Linked DNA regions of Sus scrofa: region 1 is linked to region 2. A link is a contact called in public HiChIP or PLAC-seq data. All regions are on one chromosome and are shown on one strand. Each heading gives the region's core, a stretch centred on a gene start, on an enhancer-like site or on the middle of the called end of the contact. The rest is flanking DNA. Distances are from core to core; before and after follow the strand shown. Region 1 holds the start of NUDT13 (nucleoside diphosphate-linked moiety X motif 13). Region 2 holds the start of PSAP (prosaposin).

Region 1 (4,526 bases), core at 97-2,596, 1.1 Mb after region 2:
AGCCGCAACGGGAACTTCCTAATGCTTTATTTTTTTAGTAGAATTTTACACTGTCTAAATTTTTCTGCAGTAATTAAGTGTTGCATATTTTTTTCAATCTGTTTTTTGGCCACGCCCATGATATGTGGAAGTTCCCGGGCCAGGGACTGAACCCATGCCACAGCAGCAACCTTAGCCACTGCAGTGATAACACTGGATTCTTAACCTGCTGCACTGAAAGGGAATGCCTTTCATCTGTTTTTTTCACTACATGTTTCCAAGATACAAAATGGTCAACACCATTATCTGCCTACCAAAGTCCCTGGCTTTCAGTACCTCAAAATACAACTCATTTAAAGACATCAAATAGCATTATTCACCTAAAGACACAAAGCAGTCCTTTCCCTAGTAACTAAGTTCAATCTCAAAGAAGCATTTGGCATCAGCTATCAGCTACCAAGGGACTGAAGGCATAATGTTCCAAAACCAAAACTGACATGACTTTTAAAGGTAAGTGACAAAACCTACACTTCTCACAGAAAGAAAAGGTAAAATGTGAAGTTCACAGTTAAGATTTAGAAATTATATTCACAGGCTAAAAGTCAAAGTTAAACAAAAATCACTGAATGTCTACTCAAATTTTAAATCAAGGCAAAACATACTCAAGGTTATTGACTTTCAGCTAAAATATTTCCTGCCTAAGGTATCCATTTTTTTCATAGATACTTGATGAGAAAAATCCCTTTAAAATGTTTTATATATTAGATTCCAATGTTCCAGCTACAAGGACAGTATATTTCTTATTATTTTAGATAAAGACTAGCCTCATTCATAAGCTACATCTAAATCTAAAAGGGGAAATACTTTCTTCCCAAAACCTGTATCAAAAAAAAAAGAGCCTAAAGTTGATGAAAGAACACTGCTGCCACGTCTTTCCCTTCCCCCACTCAGAAGTGACTATTTCATCCCTTCAGAGTGCATTCCAAGGGAAAGTCCAAGAGCCACAGCTCTTAGAGAAACAAGAAACAGTTAAGTTGAAACTGGCAAGCCTCGTTGGCCTTTTAGATCAATTCCTAAAAGGAAATCTAGGTTCTTCGTCCCTTAAAGCAAACAGTGCAAAATTCCAAGAATCTTCTCCACTCTGTCGGAACGCCAAAGACGTTAGTGTCTAAAAACTGAACTGTATTTAATACATTCGATGACTGAGGAGAAATAGTCTCATACTTATGATACCACTCTTCCTCCCCCTTAAAACATACATCTGGGGGCCATTCGCTTAACTCAAAGTTCTCGCACAAACACAGAATTCGATTTCCTGATGGACTTTTAAAAGCATCAGATTCTGCTGTGAAAGAGCAGAGGGGGGTGGGGAGGGAGAGAAGCTCATGTACCTTTAAAATTTTTATGTGGCAGAAGGAAGGAAGAAGACTAGCTTCCCGGTTGACTGAGAATCTGACAGCCGACTTCCCTACCCAGCCGCCCGAAACTCGCCGCCCGGGGCTACGTCTAACTGCTCGGGCTGCACCGCTGCGCGCAACAGATGAGCCTGAACTTCCCCGGGTATGTCCGCTTCCTAGACCCGACAACTCTTCCGCGGGGTAAAAACGCCCGAGTGCTTCGGCGTGAGCTCTAAGCTTTAAAATCAGTTCTCCACTGCCACATGCTAACCATCTGCTGATTTGGAGGCCGAAAACCGTCGCGTACCCGTCAGCTTTGCAAGCGAGGACCAGGTAAGAGTGGAGCTCGGGAAAATCAACAGGGTTACCCCTCCTCGGGAAGGAATATTCAAGAAAGTACTGGTTCCCGGGGCGGAGACAGAGGCTGCCGCAGCCCCAACAGTCGGGGACGCCAATCTGGGAGGAGGTGGGAAGGGGAGCACCGAGGAGGGCGGAAGGGCCTCTGGGACAACCAGGAGGCGCGGGGCGCTGGACCTGGGGAAGGTACAGAGGAGAAGGTACTGCGGTAGTAAACCAGGGAACCCCTGCCCCCGAGCCATCCCACCAGAGAGGGCAGGGACCAGACCCCCCAGAGCCATCCGAGAAGGGCCGCGGCTGCCCAAGAACTTCAGCCTCAGTAGCCAACGACTACCCAAGGACTTCATCCTCATTCTCCAAGGTCGGAGAAGCGTCTCACCTGAGAAGTGGCAGGGGAGGGCTGCGCGTTCTCCAGTCCTCGACCGCCTTCAGTCAAGCCGGCTCCCTTCTCTAAGCCCGCTGGTGGCTTGACTGGGCAGCAGAGGGAGCCAGTTAGCCCTTTTATAACCTCTAGGCCGCGACGGCAGCGCTAGGGAGGAGGCAACTGCAACCCTCGCTACGTGAGCTCGATCACACCAGCGCCCAGGCGTTTGCGCAGGCGCCCAGCCCAGGCCCTCGCCCCCACCCTTTGCCCACGTCCCACGCCCCAGACTCCCCACCAGCTGGTGAAGTCCGGAGCCGAGGGGAGGGGCCGGCGGGCGGGCGTGTGGTGTAGCGCGCCTGCGCAGGGTCCTCGCCACGCCCTTGTTACCGTGGTTACTCCGGATTTGCCCCACTCCTTTCAACAGGTTGTTTAGCGCCTGGGTTACGCCATCAGCCTCAGGCTGGGACGTCGGAACTCCCAGCAGGGAACTATATTAAATATAAGAATAAGAACATGGGAGTAGAAAATAAGGCAGAAAAGAAGAATCGGGTGGAAAATAACACCGTACCTCATGTCTTGGTATCTCAGCTGTCTTGGTCCTGAGGCTTTTTACTTTACGAACCTCCTTCCTTCACCTACACTCATATGTACCTCGCTCTATCGCTTATCTTTATACTTTATCACTAGATAGTGCACTGCACGCTCTGGAAATTTTCTGGGTTCACTTCCCAGCTCAGTCTCGTAAAACTCTGGGCATTAACTTCTCTGTATCTCAGCTTCCTCTTTTGCAAAATGCGAATGACGTTAGGTAACTCTTAGGATTGTTATGAGAATTAAATAATGTGCGTAAAGCATTTAGCACATGCCTAGCACACAGAAAGGGTTTGGTAAATATTAGATTGTGTTATAGCATGTGAGGAATCCAGTGTTGTGTTTGGTCATAGTCCAACCTTTGTCTTAGTCATTATCGTCCTAAAAGAAAGCTTTAGTATCAGGCAGCAGACAATGAAGGAGAAAGGGAAGAAAGCGAAAGTGTCCGTGAAAGAGAAGACTTGTCTCAGACTTGGTAATCATTAAAAATTGTTTTTTCTAAAGTTTTCCATGAATGCTAAAAAGCATAGCAATAGTTAACATTTAACTCTTATCTAGGAGTTGGGGTTGATTATTACAGATACAGCAATAGTCAAAGAGGGGGTACTTTTCAGAACCCTAGGGAACATAATATAGTGATATAGTGACCCACTAATCAGCAGTTCTTAAAGTGCGGTCTCCAGGTTCACAGGGCAAAATTATTTCATACTGAATCGAAAAACAATGGAATTTTCCAGAGACTACATGTCCTGTGATAGTGCAACAGATTGCATGCAGAAGAATGAGAATCTTCTATTAGGCTAGATACTAAAGAAATTTGCAGAAATGTAAAATGTCATTCTTCTCACCAAATTCTTTTTGCTCTGAAAAATGGTTATTTTTCATTAAAAAATGTTATTTATATTAACATGTAACAGATTTATTATTTATTGTTTTTAAATGAATTAATATTTTGCATGTTTGTTTTACTCCTAATACAGCAAATGTTGATAGATATGATATGATCCACATAAAAGCTTTCTGGAGTCCTCAGTGCTTTTTAGGAGTGTGAAACAATTATGAGAACAAGTGTTTCAGAACCACTAGTCTAAACAAACAGCAGGGAGCACTTTGACACAGGAGGCAAAGATCTCTTCCTCAAATCTTTGTCTCAAGTGAAGCTGTAATCAGTCTATCCACTGCCCCTATATAGAGCAGACTCTGAAAATTGCAATTCACCCTGTAAATTAAATAGCTCCAGACCTTAAGGGAGATTTACTGTGAAGATAAGAAAGCTTAGCTTCAGGGGCCATCATTTACACTAGCCCTTTCCAAGACCCTGGAAGGAGCCCCAGCAATATGCTCACACAGCCATATGCTTTTGTAAAATTTTTAAAAGTAAAAATTTTAACTGCAGTCTTTAGACTGCTAATTCTTTCCTCACTGATTTTCCCTCTGTCCTGCTTGCCCTTGTCAGATGGCGTTGGAATGCCTAGAAGTCGTTTTTAAAATTTAACCAAAGGGAATTTGAGTTAGAATACATTTGGTTTGAGTTTAGTGGGATATATTTTTGTAATTCACAGTCACTTCCATGTATAGTTATTTTCAGCTGTCCCATTATATGAGTGGCATCCAAGAAGCCTCCTACCACCCGTTGTGCTGACCCACCCAGCACTGTAAAACAAAGGTACAGGGCCAGACATCATATTCAGATTTGAATGTGTCCTGTGTGCTAGCATCAAAAATATATGGATAGGGAGTTCCTGCAGTGGCTCAGCAGTTAATGAATCTGACTAGCATCCGTGAGGACACCCTTGCTCAGTGGGTTAAGGATCCAGCATCGTGATGAGCTGTGGTGT
Region 2 (4,922 bases), core at 1,934-4,433:
AACCTGCATATTCTCTGTATGTGGATTATAGCCCAGTAACTCTGTAAAGAGTTAAGAGGTTTAGGGAGTTCCCTTCGTGACTCAGCAGTTAACAAACCCGACTAGGATCCATGAGGATGCAGGTTGGACCTCTAGCCTTGCCAGTTGCCATGAACCGTGGTATAGGTTGCAGACTCAGCTTGGATCCTGTGTTGCTGTGGCTATGGCATAGACTGGGGGCTACAGCTCTGACTGGACCCCTAGCCTGGGAACTTCCATATGCCGCAGGTGCGGCCCTAAAAAGCAAAAAAAAAGAGTTAAGAGGTTTAGAATTCCCACTGTGGCTCAGTAGGTTAAGAATCCAACTGTAGACACTCAGGTTCAATTCCCAGGCCAGTGCAGTAGGTTAAGGATCCAGTGCTGCTGCTGCAGATGCAACCTAAGTCACAGTAGCAGCTCAAATTCAATCCCTAGTCCAGGAACTTCATATGCTATGGATATGGCCATTAAAAAAAAAAAAAGAGAGAGAGAGTTAAGAAGTTTGTGTTGATGGAAGGACACAGAAAAAGCACTGTCAGGAGTCATGAGTTTTGATTCTGACTTCCTCAGTAAATGGACTACACTACAAATTGGGGGAGTCATTTCTGGGGGCTTCAGTGTCTTCACTCCCAAGAGGTTACAGGAAATACTCCCAATGCTCTCACTGCCATTTCTTTTTCAGGTGGAGAAAAAGGAGGGGAAATTGGATGAGTAGAAAGATAACTCAAAGGCAAATGTCTCTACCACGAGGATATCATTAAAACACAAAGCGGAGTTCCCATCATGGCTCAGTGGTTAATGAATCCAACTAGGAACCATGAGGTTGTGGGTTCGATCCCTGACCCTGCTCAGTGGGTTAAGGATCTGGCGTTGCTGTGAACTGTGGTGTAGGTTGCAGACGCAGCTCGGACCCCACGTTGCTGTGGCTGTGGTGTAGGCTGGCAGCTGCAGCTCCAATTAGACCCCTGGCCTGGGAACCTCCGTATGCCACAGGAGCAGTTCTAGAAATGACCAAAAAAAAAAAAAAACCGCAAAGCATAAAGCCTTTTCAAGTTCACGATGGCTCTCTGGTACCGTGGGGAATGGCAAGTTCTAAGCTCTCAGGGAGCAGGTTTTGAGTGAAGTCACTAGGCACCTTCATTAACAAGCTCAATATCAACATTAAAAATTTAGGAAAACATTTCCAAAAAGCTACACTGGGGCCAGAGCCATCAAAGCAAGCAAGCATTCACACACTGCATTAGGAGCATGACCTCGGCATAACCCTAAAGGCTGGGCAGCAAGGTTAGAGCAAGGCCATAATTAACACTGTTCAGGGAAGAGGGGGTCTAGGTTAACAGTCAGGTTAGCCATTGCCATAGGCACCAGAGGGCTTTACATTTCTAAAGAAACAATTGAGTCCTTTTTGGGTGATTCAGAACTCTTCAGGGTCTTGTGAGGATGTGACTCATTGCCCAGAAGAACAAAGTGATACTCTAAAAACAAAAGATTTCTCTCAATCAGTTGGCAACAAGCAGTTACCAACCCCAACAAGAAAATGTTTCTTCACTGACTATAAAGCAAAAAATCTTTCTTTATAAGCAGATTGCCTTTCATAACCTACAAGTAAACCAAGTTTAAGGGTTTGGTTTAAGGTTATGACACATTCATGGGAATGAATGAAAACTAACATTAGAAAAACACTTTCAGTCTACCTCACCTATAAACATCTTATTTCTTTGATCAACTCTCTCATCCATTTTGTTACTATTAAAATTTACATGGCTGCTGAGTCAGAATGGAAGCTAGTCCTTAAATTACATTTAACTAGAAACAGAAATTGAGGTTGGACTTAAAGATCTGGTTTAGATCCCTCAGTGGACTATTACCTGACAACTCCCAGACTTGGGATCCTCTCTGTCTATAATAAATTAAAATACGGGCCCACATCCATCAACCTCACTCCTTTCCCTTTACTGTGAATTTTTGTTTGTTTGTTTAGGGCCTCAGCCACGGCATATGGAGGTTCCCAGACTAGGGGTTCAATCCGAGCTGTAGCCGCAGGCCTACGCCAGAGCCACAGCAAGGCTGGATGGATCAGAGCCGGGTCTGGGACCTACACCACAGTTCACAGCAAAGCCGGATCCCTAACCCACTAAGGGGGACCAGGGATCAAACCCGATGCCTCATGGGTGCTAGTCAGGTTCGTTAACCGCTGAGCCATGATGGAACTCCTCCCTCTACCATGATTTAAATGAGGTTAGGATGTGAAGGCAAGAGTTGGGGGTGGGGGTTCATCCGGAGGGCACTGAGGACTTTTTCTAATTGCTGTAAGGGAGGGTTGCCGGTTCCCAAGCGTTGCCTTCATAAACTGTGATTTTTTTTTTAACAACCATCAGTACTATTTCAGGACAATTAGCAGGTGTTAAGAATACTCCTGTGCACAATATCTTAGATACTTCAGATGTTCCCCCAAAATAAAGGCCACTGCTAAAACCAGCTAATGGGTGTGCAAGATGAAAAAGGACTCCACCGCAAACGCATAAGAACTACAAAAACCCTGTTATCATCTCAACTTGTAGTATATGTACTCACATAGGCAAAAATAAACACCCACATAAAAGACATACCTAAGTGCTTCCAGCAACTTCAATACGCTTAAAAACTGGGGCAAATGAGGTCAAGGGCCAAAGTGGGTCCAGCCGGTTGAGCCTCCAGCACACCTCGACCACCTGCGCCCAGAACAAGCACAACTGGGCTGCAGGAGCTGTCATCCCACCAGCTGGACGGGCAGCTTAAAGGAAGGCCCCGGGAAGCCCAACTAAGGGGCAACTCAAGCCCTGAGGTAGATGCTACTTACCTGACCCTGCCACCCTGCCCATCTACCCTCGCGACCCCAGGCCGAGTCTCCCAAACGCCCCCAGGCTTCCCGCAACCCTTCCGCGTAGTGCAGGTACCAGCGTTGTGCAGGCGCCTGCGCAGTGCGTGCCGGTCGCCAGTCCCTACGGGGAGCAGAAGAACGGCGCCGACCGGTACCGGGCGCGAAACGGTACAGACTGCTCCCCAGGATGGGGAGGTATCGTTCTGTAGGAGACCCCCCTTCCCAAGGCTGAGGGACCCAGGGCTTACCCGCGCCCAGAAGGCCAGCCAAGAGGAACAAGGTGTACATGACGCCGCCTGACTCCGCACACTGCAATGCAGGGTGTCAGCTGATCCTCTGCGAATATAAACCTACCCCGCCCTAAAGCCGCCCAACCACGCAGGCGCAAGCTGCTTTGCAGGGGGTGGGGTAGGGAGCCGGCCCACAGCCTGACTCAGCGCCTCACAGGGCGCCTGCGCAGGGGAAGATCGGGAGGGGGAGGAAGACGGAGGGCGGAGGCTGAAAGGAGTTTTGAAGGAGAATGGGAGGAAAAAGGGTAAAGGAACTGAAAGGAAGGGAGAAGTCGTCAAAAAAGAACACATAAATCAATAAGTCTCCCTTGGGGATTATGTATATAAAATATCTTTCAAGCCTCCTATTTCTTCTGTAACATACCATTTTCTATAGCACCATTTTTTAGGTGAGAATCCACACTCAAAAGGATTAACTACTTTTTCTGAACTCTCACAGTGCTCAGACTCACTGCCTGACCCACGCTCTCTTAAATATTTACATGGCTGTGCCTGCGTATAGCTTCATTCTGGGCCCCGATTTTCCCTCTTTAATATTTTATATGCACAGTCCCCCCCGCCCCCCGCCCCAGACAGGTAACAATATTAGGTATGTAGGGTTTCGGAACAGGTCTCTGAAATGTGCTACCTAGGCACGTGGAAACTTCTGCACTTTTTGGACCCTGTGGGCTCAAGGGAAATTACTGCCTCCTCCCTTAACCACGTGGAAGAATGTATATTGGGAAATTTCCCCAGAAAATGAGTAAACAGAGATGAATTTTATCTAAGTGGCTCTATCTAGGAGTTCCCATTGTGGCTCAGCAGGTTATTAACCTGACTAGTAATCATGAGGTGAGGTAGGGCCCATCTCTGGCCTCACTCAGTGGGGTCAAGTATCTGGTGTTGCCCTGAGCTGTGTCCTAGGGCCCGCAGCTGCAGCTCTGATTCAACCCTAGCCTGGGGACTTCCATATGCCTCACGTTTGGTCCTAAAAAGACCCCCCCCCAAAAAAGTGGACCCATCTATATGGCAGAGCAGATACCTGATTACTACACATCCTGTAAATGACCTTCCTGTCCTTGGGAAGCTCAGATCCCTATCTCATTTCTTTCTCTCCCCACCCTCCCACCCCCGCCCGGGCGGCATATGGAGGTTCCCAGGCTAGGGGTTGAATCAGAGCTATAGCTGCCGTCTACATCATAGCCACAGCAACGCCAAATCAGAACCGCATCTGCGACCTATACCACAGCTCACAGCAACCCCAGAGCCTTAACACACTGAGAGAGGCCAGGGATCAAACCTGCGTCCTCATGGATACTAGTCAGATGCATTTCCACTGAGCTACGTCGGGAACTCCCCCACCCCCTTTCTTAACTCAGGATGGTGTATATACCATTTTACCTGTCTCTGACCCTCACATGCTTGTGCAGTTCCCACACATGTGAAATTGAATTTGACTTTCCCCTGTTAATCTGTCTTATATCATTTTAATTATTTGACCAACCAAAAAGAACCAAAGAAAGGAAGGGAAATTGTCCCCTTCCCAACAAACACAGCCCCTCCCAAAGCCCTACCATTAATTGTCCCAGAATTGGAGTAGAAGAAAGGGATTGAGGAGCAAGATGGGAGAGGACAGGAAGTGCCTCAGCCACTGGAGATGGGAACTAGAAGGGAAGCCCACATTTGAGAACCAGGCTAAAAAATCAGCCAAGGGCCTTGTTGGAGAAGGAAGCAGTCTCAATCCTTTCTAGCCCTCAATCCTCACCTTATTCCAG

What was found. HiChIP or PLAC-seq counts read pairs in DNA pulled down with a chosen protein or histone mark.
Region 1: a contact with region 2 is called in an H3K27ac HiChIP or PLAC-seq map of alveolar macrophages. The contact joins the promoter of NUDT13 here to the promoter of PSAP in region 2. A contact is called at or near these places in 1 of 47 Hi-C or Micro-C datasets (skeletal muscle) and 1 of 2 datasets of contacts at active chromatin or transcription factors (alveolar macrophages).

The regions. Positions count from the first base shown.
Region 1 is chr14:75,916,710-75,921,235 of Sscrofa11.1, forward strand. It overlaps NUDT13 (nucleoside diphosphate-linked moiety X motif 13), which reads left to right and starts at 1,347. Exons shown (of 12, transcript XM_021074324.1): 1 at 1,347-1,709. It overlaps P4HA1 (prolyl 4-hydroxylase subunit alpha 1), which reads right to left and starts at 2,193. Exons shown (of 15, transcript NM_001097435.1): 1 at 2,113-2,193.
Region 2 is chr14:74,766,385-74,771,306 of Sscrofa11.1, forward strand. It overlaps PSAP (prosaposin), which reads right to left and starts at 3,184. Exons shown (of 14, transcript NM_001198919.1): 1 at 3,127-3,184. The coding sequence starts at 3,166.